3 separate regions of the Mus musculus genome follow, and regions 1 and 3 are each linked to region 2. Evidence: chromatin contacts called from public HiChIP or PLAC-seq and promoter capture Hi-C data. All regions are on one chromosome and are shown on one strand. The core of a region is the stretch at or near the end of the contact, and the rest is flanking DNA. Distances in the headings are between cores, read along the strand shown. Region 1 holds the start of Olig2 (oligodendrocyte transcription factor 2). Region 2 holds the start of Sim2 (single-minded family bHLH transcription factor 2). Region 3 holds the start of Olig1 (oligodendrocyte transcription factor 1).

Evidence for each region. Promoter capture Hi-C pulls out the DNA fragments that hold promoters and counts their contacts. HiChIP or PLAC-seq counts read pairs in DNA pulled down with a chosen protein or histone mark.
Region 1: a contact with region 2 is called in an H3K4me3 HiChIP or PLAC-seq map of embryonic stem cells, with 26 times the contacts expected there. The contact joins the promoter of Olig2 here to the promoter of Sim2 in region 2. A contact is called at or near these places in 7 of 39 promoter capture datasets (cranial neural crest, embryonic stem cells, frontonasal cranial neural crest and 3 more), 20 of 484 Hi-C or Micro-C datasets (B cells, cerebellum, cerebral cortex and 6 more), 8 of 115 datasets of contacts at active chromatin or transcription factors (embryonic forebrain, embryonic hindbrain, embryonic midbrain and 2 more) and 1 of 9 other capture datasets (liver).
Region 3: a contact with region 2 is called in a promoter capture Hi-C map of embryonic stem cells, with 7 read pairs. The contact joins the promoter of Olig1 here to the promoter of Sim2 in region 2. A contact is called at or near these places in 6 of 39 promoter capture datasets (cranial neural crest, embryonic stem cells, hippocampal neurons and 2 more) and 1 of 115 datasets of contacts at active chromatin or transcription factors (embryonic stem cells).

Annotation. Positions count from the first base shown.
Region 1 is chr16:91,223,394-91,226,890 of GRCm38.p6, reverse strand. It overlaps Olig2 (oligodendrocyte transcription factor 2), which reads right to left and starts at 1,341. Exons shown (of 2, transcript NM_016967.2): 1 at 1,238-1,341; 2 at 1-546. The coding sequence starts at 491.
Region 2 is chr16:94,083,930-94,087,589 of GRCm38.p6, reverse strand. It overlaps Sim2 (single-minded family bHLH transcription factor 2), which reads right to left and starts at 2,330. Exons shown (of 11, transcript NM_011377.2): 1 at 1,600-2,330. The coding sequence starts at 1,774. Gm31175 (a long non-coding RNA gene) reads left to right here and starts at 2,446. Exons shown (of 6, transcript XR_876272.2): 1 at 2,446-2,566.
Region 3 is chr16:91,268,258-91,272,011 of GRCm38.p6, reverse strand. Olig1 (oligodendrocyte transcription factor 1) reads right to left here and starts at 2,243. Exons shown (of 1, transcript NM_016968.4): 1 at 73-2,243. The coding sequence starts at 2,135. The coding sequence ends at 1,353.

The DNA.
Region 1 (3,497 bases), core at 92-2,591, 2.9 Mb after region 2:
TTGGTGAGCATGAGGATGTAGTTTCGCGCCAGCAGCAGCGTGGCGATCTTGGAGAGCTTGCGCACCGACGGCCCGTGCGCGTAAGGCATGACCTCCCGCAGGCCGTCCATGGCGATGTTGAGGTCGTGCATGCGCTTGCGTTCGCGGCTGTTGATCTTCAGGCGCAGCTGCTGCAGCTCGGGCTCAGTCATCTGCTTCTTGTCTTTCTTGGTGGAAGACGTGGCCGCCGAGGACGTGGACGAGGAGGTGCTGGAGGAAGATGACTTGAAGCCACCGCCGCCCAGTTTGTCCCCGGGATGCGCGCCTGACGCGCCCATGGCCCCTCGTAGCTCGGAGCTCAGCTCTGGCGGGCAGTCGCTCGGCGTGGACGAGGACACAGTCCCTCCTGTGAAGCCGCTGCTGCTTCCCCCCTTGCTCCGGGCGGGCAGAAAAAGATCATCGGGTTCTGGGGACGATGGGCGACTAGACACCAGGCTGGCGTCCGAGTCCATGGCCCCAGGGATGATCTAAGCTCTCGAATGATCCTTCTTTTTTCAACCTTCCGAACTTGAGGAGAGAACCAGACAGATACACAGACACAGACACACACATACACAGAGACAGACAGACAGACACACAGGGTGTGGAGAAAGAAGTGAGACAATCGCCGTCCCCGCCTGCACGGCAGCTCCAGGAACCCGCAAAGGTGGTTGGCATCTACGCCGCGGCAGTCTGGCCTTCTAGCAGCCCGGGGCATGCAAGTTATCCTAATCTCTCTCCTCCCCACTCATCCACCGGTTACTTTATTTCAGGGACTTCTGGGTGGCCCTCAATGAGGGACATTCTAGAGGTTTTATTTCTTCAGTCCGGCCTGGAATAAATGAGGACTTTTCTCTGGACCGGAGATCTGAATAGAGAAGTATTTTCTATCTGGTGCTCAGACGCATCTGCCTTTAACGCCATCTACACACGCAGCAAACGCCGGCAAGCGTGAACACACGCACTGGCAGCCCGCATTGGATTCACTTTCTAAGCGCTGGTTCTACGACCGCGCGGCTAGCTTGCGGACTCGCAACAGGAGTTATTGGAGCCTGGGATGCTGCGGTGAGTGTAGACACCCAGGCAGTCATTAGTACCTATTGGGGCGGGATCTCGGCCAGTAGGCCAGCACTGTAGGGTGCATCCTAAATCCTAGCCACTTTGGAGAAGTCGGTCTTCGGGGTTTAGGCTGGAGCAGTTAAGGGGCGGGGACACTTACTGTGAATTAGATTTGAGGTGCTCGCTGCGGAGGAGAACCTGGCTCTGGGCGCTGGTGTTGGCTCGGTCTGTAATAAGCATCCACACCTTTCGGGGTTCCGCTGGTTTTTATAGCTGGGTGGAGGCAGCAGCGACGGCGGTGGCGGTGGTCCGGGCGGGGGGCGGGAACAATGTGCTTTTCCTGGAGGGGCAGAGGCGCCAATGAGCTGGGCCGGCCCGAGGGGCTGCGAAGCTGATGTCACCCGGCTAATTCCGCTCAATGAAACCCGCCGGGCCCGGCACACGCCTCCTCTCAGCACACAGCCAATGGGCGCCCGCGGTAGAGAGATTCGCGAGGAGGGATGGGAGGAGGGACCTGGGCAGGGAGAGGAAAGGGCGAGCTGAAGAAGCGGGTGGGCTAGCGGGGCTGCTAAAGAAGTCTGGGGACCCTGGCAGAGAGGGAACGCCTGCAACTTTCAATATAAATATTGTCACTGTAGCGTCAGGCCAGGGTACGGAGTGAGACGGGGAATCTGCAAACTCGTCCGATGGCCAACCAGTTCTATGGCTGAGAATGAACACCGAGGTTGCTTGCCACACCTGGAGTTTTTGCTAGCCCTCCCGCCTCCTCCTGTTTCCCGCTGCCGACCTATCGAGTGATTTTCATCAAACTGTGACCATTTGTGGTTGCATAAGAAAACACTAGCGGCGCAGAAGGCCCCCACTCCCTTAGCTCCTTTCTACTTAGTGGCAGTTGCTGCAGCTTTGGGGACAGGCGGTAGCGCCCCCAGGTGGGGGCATGGCCTTGGAGAGCACGGGGCGGGCAAGGAAGCAGAGAAAGGTTCTTAGCACTCTGGGAAGAAATCGCAATTCATTATAAAGTTTAGATTGTGTAGAAGCTCCGGAGAGCTATTTTCAATACAGTCAAAGCGCCAACGCATCGATGGTTAACGACTTCCACCTCATTCATTTTCAGGGAAACCCAGCCACTGAACTTCCAACATCTTGGTGCCCAAGCCTTGGAGTAGAGGCAACATTATTTGCAAAGAATTATCGGAGGCTCTCCGCTGTGGATGGGAGTTGATACTTGAAACACACTCCTAGCTGCCTTGGGACGTCTTTTATAGGTAGCAGCCTCTCTCTCTCTCTCTCTCTCTCTCTCTCTCTCTCTCTCTCTCTCACACACACACACACACACACACACACACACACACACATACAAAGCTGAGAAACTGGATCTGGGTGAATTGCCTGGGGAAGTCTAGAGATAACTATACACTCACCCATTTTATGGAAGTGAAAACCTAGGAATTGATTTCAGCAAGCCTCCAGGAGAAAATACGGCCAGGCCCATACAGGTGACCCTGCCTACCGTGGATGGATGCGAGCAATTGGCAGTGCCCAAGCATGGGGGCAGTAGGTTGTATCCCCACCCCCAACTGTTTCTCACATCCGGACATTTCCAGCTCAAATGCGTTTTGTTTGTTTGTTGGGATATTTATTTTTTACAGATCTCGGGTGCTACCTCTCCTCCACCCCCCAAACATAAGCGCCAATTCCTTCTCACGGAGTTTTAACGGTCTTTTCTCGTTACTTCTCATTGCTTGGTATTTGAATTCGCATATGTAGTTTTAACAAGCAAGCAGACAAACAGTAATTGGTCTTCTTGTAGCAAAGTCAGAACAGGCATGAAAACTCAGGCGATTGCTCCTCATTTCGTGCTAAGTTCTCCCCCGCCCCCCCCCCTGGGGTCCACCCTCGAGTGTCAGTGGGCTGGCGCGTTTGCCCCTCATCTCGTGCCTTCTGAAGCATTGTTTTCCGACCCGCGTGTTTCCCAGCTGGCTCTGCAGCCATCCGTTAAATATGTATTTAAAACATGAAGAATTGAAGCGTGGTGATAATGTCGCCCAACGGTTATGAGGATGACCCATAACCGTTCAATTAGCAGAATCTGTCACACGGGGCTTGTGGTGGGGATTAGGAGCTTGGGCATGTGAGGACCACTCTTGGGCCTTCGTTGGCAAACCGCAGAGAGGGCGTACGTGGGGGTGAGCTCTGTGGGGCCACCAGCTGGGATGTGGATCTCCAAAGTCCCTAACAAACCTCAGGCGGTACAATATGCGGGAGATAGGTTGCAGCCACCCAGGCTAGTGTGACTGCCCGGAGCATCCGAGCGCCCAGGTTCCTTCTTTTGTTGCGTTCTACTGGTTTGTCTCTTCTGCGTCCGGAAGTCTGCGGGAGAACTGCCTGACATTCTGTACACTTGGTCCAGTAGCTGGAGT
Region 2 (3,660 bases), core at 1,081-3,580:
AAACCCCGAGGAACGTCCCTTGGGCCCAGCTGGGTATGCTTTAGGACCGCAGGGTGCTGGAGCAGGGCCCTCCCGAAGTGGGCCTGCCGGGCAGGGGCCGAGCCACCGCCTCTCGCTACCTCAGCTCCCGGGTGCTCTAAGTTCGCCGGCGCTTACTCCCGGGCCCCTCCGGACTGGAGGCTGGCACCCGCGGACCAGACAGCCGAGCTTCACCACTGTGGTGGAGGAAAATTCAGCTAAGACTCAGACAAAGTAAACACAGGCCGTGGGAGGCAGCCGCAGAGGGGGCTTACTGACCCCGCGCAACAGCACTGGTGGAGAAGCCCTGTGGCCCAGGGACACCTGTCGCCACCAGAGCAACGACTCTCCAAATCTCTGTCTTCCTTCCGCGGCGCTGGCTTTCCGAGAGGCCTGCTCTGCACTACCAGCCCTAAAGCCTGGAGGTGCTGGAGGCAACAGGCCTCGGAGCCCGGTGCTTTCTGACAATGTCAGAATCCCTCAGCCCCAGCCACAGACCCCAGACCTGATTCACTGCGGTGCCTGACCCAGCCGCCCGTCACCCGCTGGAGAGTGTCCATCCAGCAGGCCGCTATTTCCTACAAACCAGCGTCCACAGGAGAGCTGCGGCCCGGTGACAATTGCCCGCTGTAGCGCTTTCAAATCCTGAGATGTTACACTCAGGCCCACCCGCCACTTTTGAAATGATCCCTTTTCTCTTAACGGCAGCGTCCGAGCTTATCCAGTTTCTTGTCCTCCTGCCCGTATCATCGTTTCCCAGAGCAAAGGGAGGCAAGTTGGGGAAAACGATATAGGAGTCTCTCACTCGAATCTGCTCACAAACTCTCGGAGCCTCAGCGTTGGCCTGCGGTGCGCGGGCCTTCCTGTGCATTCAGCAGCTCAGAGAGGATAGAGCAGCGAGTCCTTGTCCACCAGCAGAAAAAGAGAGAAATGGAGGAGGGGGGAGCAAAAGCAGAGGCGAGAGAGAAGTAAGGAGAAGGGAAAAAATTATAATGGAGAGAGAGCAGGAGGAGGAGGAGAAGAAAGAAGAAGAAGAAGAAGAAGAAGGAGAAGGAGAAGGAGAAGGAGAAGGAGAAGGAGAAGGAGAAGAAGAAGAAGAAGAAGAAGAAGAAGAAGAAGAAGAAGAAGAAGGAGAGATAGAGAGAGAGAAAGAAAGAGAAAGAGGGAGAGAGAGAGAGAGAGAGAGAGAGAGAGAGAGAGAGAGAGAGAGAGAGAGAAGACCAGCATGGACTGGTATGGAAGGAAGGAAAGAAAGAGAAGCCAGTGAAAGGAGAGGAGGAGAGGGCCAGGAAAGAAAGGAAAGGGGGAAAGAACAACCGGAACGAACTAGCCTGCCTGTGTCAGCTTGGCAAACACTAACCCAGGAATAACGCTTGGTTTTCCCGACTCTGCCCAGAGCTTATACGTGATTGGATTGTCCCTCAGCCTTAGCTTAGGCCTGGGCCGAAGCCCCGGCGCGGCCTCCCCAGACGCGGCCACGGTAGCCAGGAGGCCGCGCGGGCTTCTCCGCGCACGGAAGCCTCCTTTCTGCAGCCGGCCGCTCAGCTCCCCCGCGCCTCGGACGCCCACCTGCAGCCTCACCTTCCGGGAAGACCGCGCGCATCTTCAGGTAGCTGGTGGTGAGTCGGATGATGGACGCTTTGTCCAGCTGCGAGGTGATGGCCGAAGGCAGCGGGAGCAGCTTGGCCAGCTCGTAAAACTCGCCATTTTCCTTCTCCCTCCTGGTTTTGGCCGCATTTTTGGACTTCTCCTTCATCGCGCCTCGGCTCTGGGCATATTAGACCTCGCTGCGCTCCAGGCCCGCGGAGTCCCGCTTGGGCTGCGGCAGCCGGAATGGGGACAGGGACGCCAGGGGTCAGGTGAGTCGGGGTGCCGGGCTCGGGCAGGTGCGGGAGACCGGCCTGGAGCACCCAACGTCTTCTGCAAGGCGCCAGCCCTGAGTCCGTCGCAAACCAGCTGCGCAGCCCCCCTCTCTGTCTGAGGCTGGAGGCTGGACCGTCCCGTGTGGACCTGATCCCAGCTCGCTCTTCCTTCTGGTCTCCAGTATCTCCCGCCTCGACCTTCCTGGGGCTGTGGTTGGCGGGCGAGCAGGCGCCGACCCTGTTTAGTCCTTAAAGGAGGGCTTGTACCCGCTGCCGCGAGGGCCCTCGGAAGGCAAGGGCGGCAGCGGCGGCGGCCGCCGCGGAGCCATGGGGCGGGAGCGGAGCGAGGTGGCAGTGGCCAGTGCCAAGCCTGAGCTCGGTGCGCTTTCCTGCCCTCCCCGGCGGTTCCGGCTTCCTTAGTCCGGTCGTCCGGAGCCCGCGATCGGTGGCGGGGCGCAGTTGCTCCGCGGTCCACGTGTGACCGAGCTGCGTTTGTTTATGGCAGACCCGCCTTCGGGCGGAGACTGGGCTGCGCGGGACCGCGGGAGGGGGGAGGGGAGGGGCCGTGGCGGGGGCGGTGAGCCTCGCCTCCGACCCCCGCCGCGGCCCGTGAGTCGCCGGCGCGCCTCCGCGTCGCCACCTCCAGGGACTGTCCCCACGAGAGACCGGCGCGCTCCCGGGGTAAGGTAAGCCGTGGTGAGTGCACGAGAAGCGTCGCGCCTACCCGCTCCGAGGTTGAGTGTCAGGGCCTGGGATCGAGGATGAGCGGCCGACGCGGTAAAGAAGGAAGGAGGGAGGGCTGCAGTGCTGGTTTCCACGGAGGCTCCGGGCAGGTCACCCGCGGGCGCGGCCCAGAAAAGGCGGCGCTAACAGCTGGCTAAGTGCCCGGCGACGGGGTGGCAATCCTGGTCTCACACTTGCACCTTCCTTGGGTGGCCGATCCGCGAGTCTAAAGGGGTGGCCCGAGGAAAAATTACTCCTTTCCCCTCCACTCATCCACACGCACGCGTGCACGACGCCTTCCAGGAGAGAGAGAGAGAGAGAGGGAGAGAGAGAGAGAGAGAGAGAGAGAGAGAGAGAGAGAGAGAGAGAGAGAGAGAACACGGGGTGGGCCAGAGGGCACGCGGGAGCGCTGAACCCAAGGGGCGCTAGCGGCAACAGGGCAATCGACTTTGGGCCAAAGCTTCAGGTCGACAATAATAGAGCCTTGGTAACCGGGAACGCTGATGCGACCCTCAGAAGTGGAGCAGAGGTAGCTGGCGAAGGGAGATTCAGTCACTGAGTGCAAGCATTCTCCCACTGCGCCACACTAGGTTAAATAATCTTGTGTCTTCCCTGCTGCTGAGGCCCGGATAGATGCCGGCACTACAGTCCCCTCGGGCGCTCAGGCGGTCGCGGTCGCCCGAACCCATCCACACTCCTCTTTGGAGCCTAAATCTTCCGACGCGGGTCAGATGCCATTTCCCAGGCGTCTTGGATCCCAGACAGAGACGCAGAGAGGTCTCAGCGCAGTTCTTTTTGTCGTCGTGGACCCCGTGGCTCGCTTGGTGGCTGTAAAGTTATAGGATGCAGAGAGTCTGACCTTGGAAACCCAGTGCCCGACACGGGATTTCCATATCCTGGCCACTGCTCCATTCCTCTCCCTCCAGTCCTCTTCCAAGCCCGAGAAAAGCTTGCAGGCCGACCAGCTCCTGGTCCTGCAGACTTCCCCACCCGCGCCGGGGGAGCTGGGCCTCCTAACCACTCGCGTGAAGCAGATTCTTCTGTCTTTTCTGGGTCC
Region 3 (3,754 bases), core at 994-3,493, 2.8 Mb after region 2:
GTGATTTCACTCTTACGTTGTGACTCTAACAGGACACAAGGACATTTTTATTCAACAAACAGACGAAAAACGTAAAAATTCAACTGTTGACGTTTTATTTTGTGATTTCTGTACAGTTCAGGAGGGACAGAGTTAGAGGTCAAATAAAATGCCAGTTAAATTCGGCTACTGTCAACAACCCAAAACTTCCAACATAAAAAAGAATCAAAGCAAGCTGGTGAAGATTATGCAATAATCTTGGGTAATTTCCTAACGCTAGTCACAAGCCAAGACGCGGCACCCACGCGCGCACGCGTCCACGGAGTTCTTCAGCCGCACTGCTGTGGTTAAGGACCAGCCTGTGAAGTGCCAGCGCCTTCCCGCCTGCAGCGCGGCGGGTAGGCGGTTTGGGATCCTCGCCCAACTCCGCTTACTTTAATGAGAACGTTAATGACCGAATTTTATAAGCCTGCGCTACGACGTGCCTTGCTACCTATTTTAGTAAGTCCGAACACCGATGGCATGGAACGTGGTTGGAATTTTGTTTTCAAGCAAGCTCAAACGTTGGTTAAGCTACCTTTAGGGAAGTGGAGACTAAGTAAGGGTTTTAGGTTTTAAGGAGCATAAACTGCAACAAAACACCTGGGCGAGCCTGAAAAACAGAACTGGGAGTGGAGAGGAACCTCTCCACTTCGCATCCCCAACCACCGAGCGCGGTAACCGAGCGCACCCGCGTAACATCCAGCTCGGAAACCCTGGGCTTTCCAGAGCGGCCCATCCGTAACACCCTTGATGTTTGTACCGGTGGCCTGGGCTTTCTAGACCTCCTAGATCCGCATGGTTTGGCTGGAGAGAGCAAGGGAGCCTGTGCGCTCAGGCCCTGGACAAGGAAAGGACGCCCCTCTGGGTAGACACTGTTGGGGAGCAGCTCTTAGGCCAGGGAGCGGAAGCATGCCAGGAAACCAAGCTGGGGGCAGCCTTTCGCTGCACCCAGGGCAACCCCCTTATACCGCACCGGCCGGCTACCGTCCTCCCCGACTCCGCGATGCTCACGGATACGAGAATAGCCCGCGGTGGTGGGGGTTGTCACCCCTGCCAGTGGGTGAGTTGTGGTGGGGATGCGAAGACTTCTGGCTCTAAACAGGTGGGATTCATCTAGAATCCCAAGCAACTACATCGCTCCTTGGAACACCCGCTTGGGTTATTTTAATTGCCAGGGAGTGGGGGCGGGGAAGAAGGCGCCCTACAGTCTGTCGTCTGGGAGAGAAGTCTGGAAATGTCCTCCTTTCTGGGGCCAGCTCTGCCTAGATCCAGGACGCGGGGGCGCGGGAAGATTGGCTGAGGTCGCGCTCCGCCCCGGGCCCAGCCAGCCCTCACTTGGAGAACTGGGCCTGCACCGCTGCCAAGCCCAGGCCGGCGGGGACCAGATGCGGGAACTTGCACACCGCACAGGAGCAGAGGCCAGGGCTACCCGCGCCACCAGCTGGGAGAGAGAACTGGCCGCACGGTGGCTCGTCGAGCGCTAGAGACAGGTACTTGGTGGGGCGCAGCGTTTCGGGGGGTCCCACGGCACCGGGTGCCAGCAGCACAGAGCCCGGCGCGGCAGCCAGAAGAGGCAGGCCAGCGAGGAGCAGGCGCGGGGCGGCGGGTCCCGCACCGTCGCCGAGCGCGCGGCGCAGCTCCTGCAGCGAGCTACCCAGCAGCAGGATGTAGTTGCGGGCGAGCAGCAGCGTGGCAATCTTGGAGAGCTTGCGGCCCGGCGCGCCCTGGCAGTGCGCTGCCGAGTAGGGTAGGATAACTTCGCGCAGCGCGTCCATGGCCAAGTTCAGGTCCTGCATGCGCTTCCGCTCGCGGCTGTTGATCTTGCGCCGCAGCTGCTGCTGCTGCTGTTCCTCTTTGGCGTCGGCCCGGGCGCCCCCGGACTCTGGCGCAGGTCCCCGAGGTTCAGCGAGCGGAGCTTCGGCCTTCTCGCGCGCAGGCTTGGGGAGAAGGGATGCGGTGGAAGAGGATGAGGATGAGGATGAGGAGATAGGTGGCTGCCTGTAACCCACCAGCTCATACAGCGAGGCCCCGAGCTGCACGTCTCCAGGCCGCTGTGGCCGCAACATGGTCGCGGGAGCCGCGTTCACACGCGCCTGGGAAATCGCATAGTACATCTGGGGCGGGGGCTGTGGGGCGACCCGGGGCGCCCTTCACTAACGCCCAGGGGTGGGCCGGTCGGCAGATCGCCCTCCCCGCGGACCTGCGTGCCGGCGGATGACAGTGAGGGGCCGTGCGCGCCTGACACCTTTAAACCCGGCTTGGGAACCTGCGAGGACCGCGGTTGGCGGGGTGCAGCCAATGGAGGCGTGAGCTTGGCCACAGGCGAGTGTTCATTGGTCGCCTGAGCAGAGGTACAGCCAGAGTTGCCAGAGAGGGTTATCGTGGGGCGCCTGCGCGGGTGCCACAGCGCCCGCCCTGGGAGGGCAAGGGAGGGAGCTTTAGGGCAAAACATTGTTCCTTCCGAATTCTAGTTCAGCTGGTCAGGCTAAAATGGCTTTTGCCTCCCTTTATCTCTCGAGCTCTATTGCCATCCCTTTTTATAGTTACATTTGTCCTTGTAAAATGTGATCAGCCAGTAATCCCATCGCTGGGAACTACTGAAGCAGGAAGGAGAGGAGGCCAATCTGGGCTCCAAAGTGAGAGGTTGGCTGTTATAAAAATGCAGTCTAATATTCATAACATGAAACGTAACCATCCCAGAGTGCGCAGTTCAGTCGTTAAAACGCCTGACTGTTGACACGATTTTGCAACAGATGGCCAGGACTTGTTTGCTTTTTGCAAAACTTAAACCCTTAAACCATCAAAACAGCAACTCTAACTCTTGGTAAGCATTAAAGAGAAAACCCCCTCTGCTTGTCTTAGTTCTCACTGCTGTGATAAGCACTGGAACCAAAAGAAACTGAGGGGGGGGAGTTCCCTTGGCTGACACCTGCCAATCACAGCTCCTCACTGTGGAAAGTTAGCTCAGGAACTCAGGAAGTTAGCAGGCACAGAGGCAAGAACCAAGAGTAGCCAACTGAGGGGAGCTCTAACCTGCTTCCTTCTGCAGGCGCAGGATCGCAGGATCGGGTTACCTTTCTTATAGAGCACAGGCCCACCTGCTGGGAATGGTGCCAGCTCGCAGTGCGCTGGGCCCTCCCACATCAATTATTAATAAAGAAAATGCATCAGCGAGGAGTCCACCAGGCTGATCTGGTGACGTCAGTGTTCTCATTTGAGGTTCCCTCTTTTCAGGTATATCCAGTTGACAAACAACCACTTCTCCACCTTGGTAAATATCACCCCGGGTGGGGTGTGTCTGCGTGACTTTGTTTTCTCTGGGAATCCCATATAGGCAGTCAGTCGTATTTGTCTCCCATATACACAGTCGTATTTGTCTTTTAGTGGCTCATTGTTCATTTTGGTGACTTAGCATGTGTTCAGGCTTCATCCATGTCAGATATAGCGCGCATCTCGATTCTTCTCCTCCTGTATCCAAGGTCGGGCCCCACTCCGTGTTTATTAAAAGATAACTTTAAACTTAAGATCCTCCTTGTCTCTGCCTCCCGGATCCTGGGAATACAAGCACTCACTCACCGTGCCCAGTTTATGCACTGGTGTGGATCTGAAGCCAGGGTTTTGTGCACACAGGGCAAGCACCCTACCCACAGAGCCACGCAGTCCCAGCCTGAATTCTTCCTGCTGAAAAAGCCAAATAGCTCACTACACTTCCCAGGGACGTCTTACATTTCCT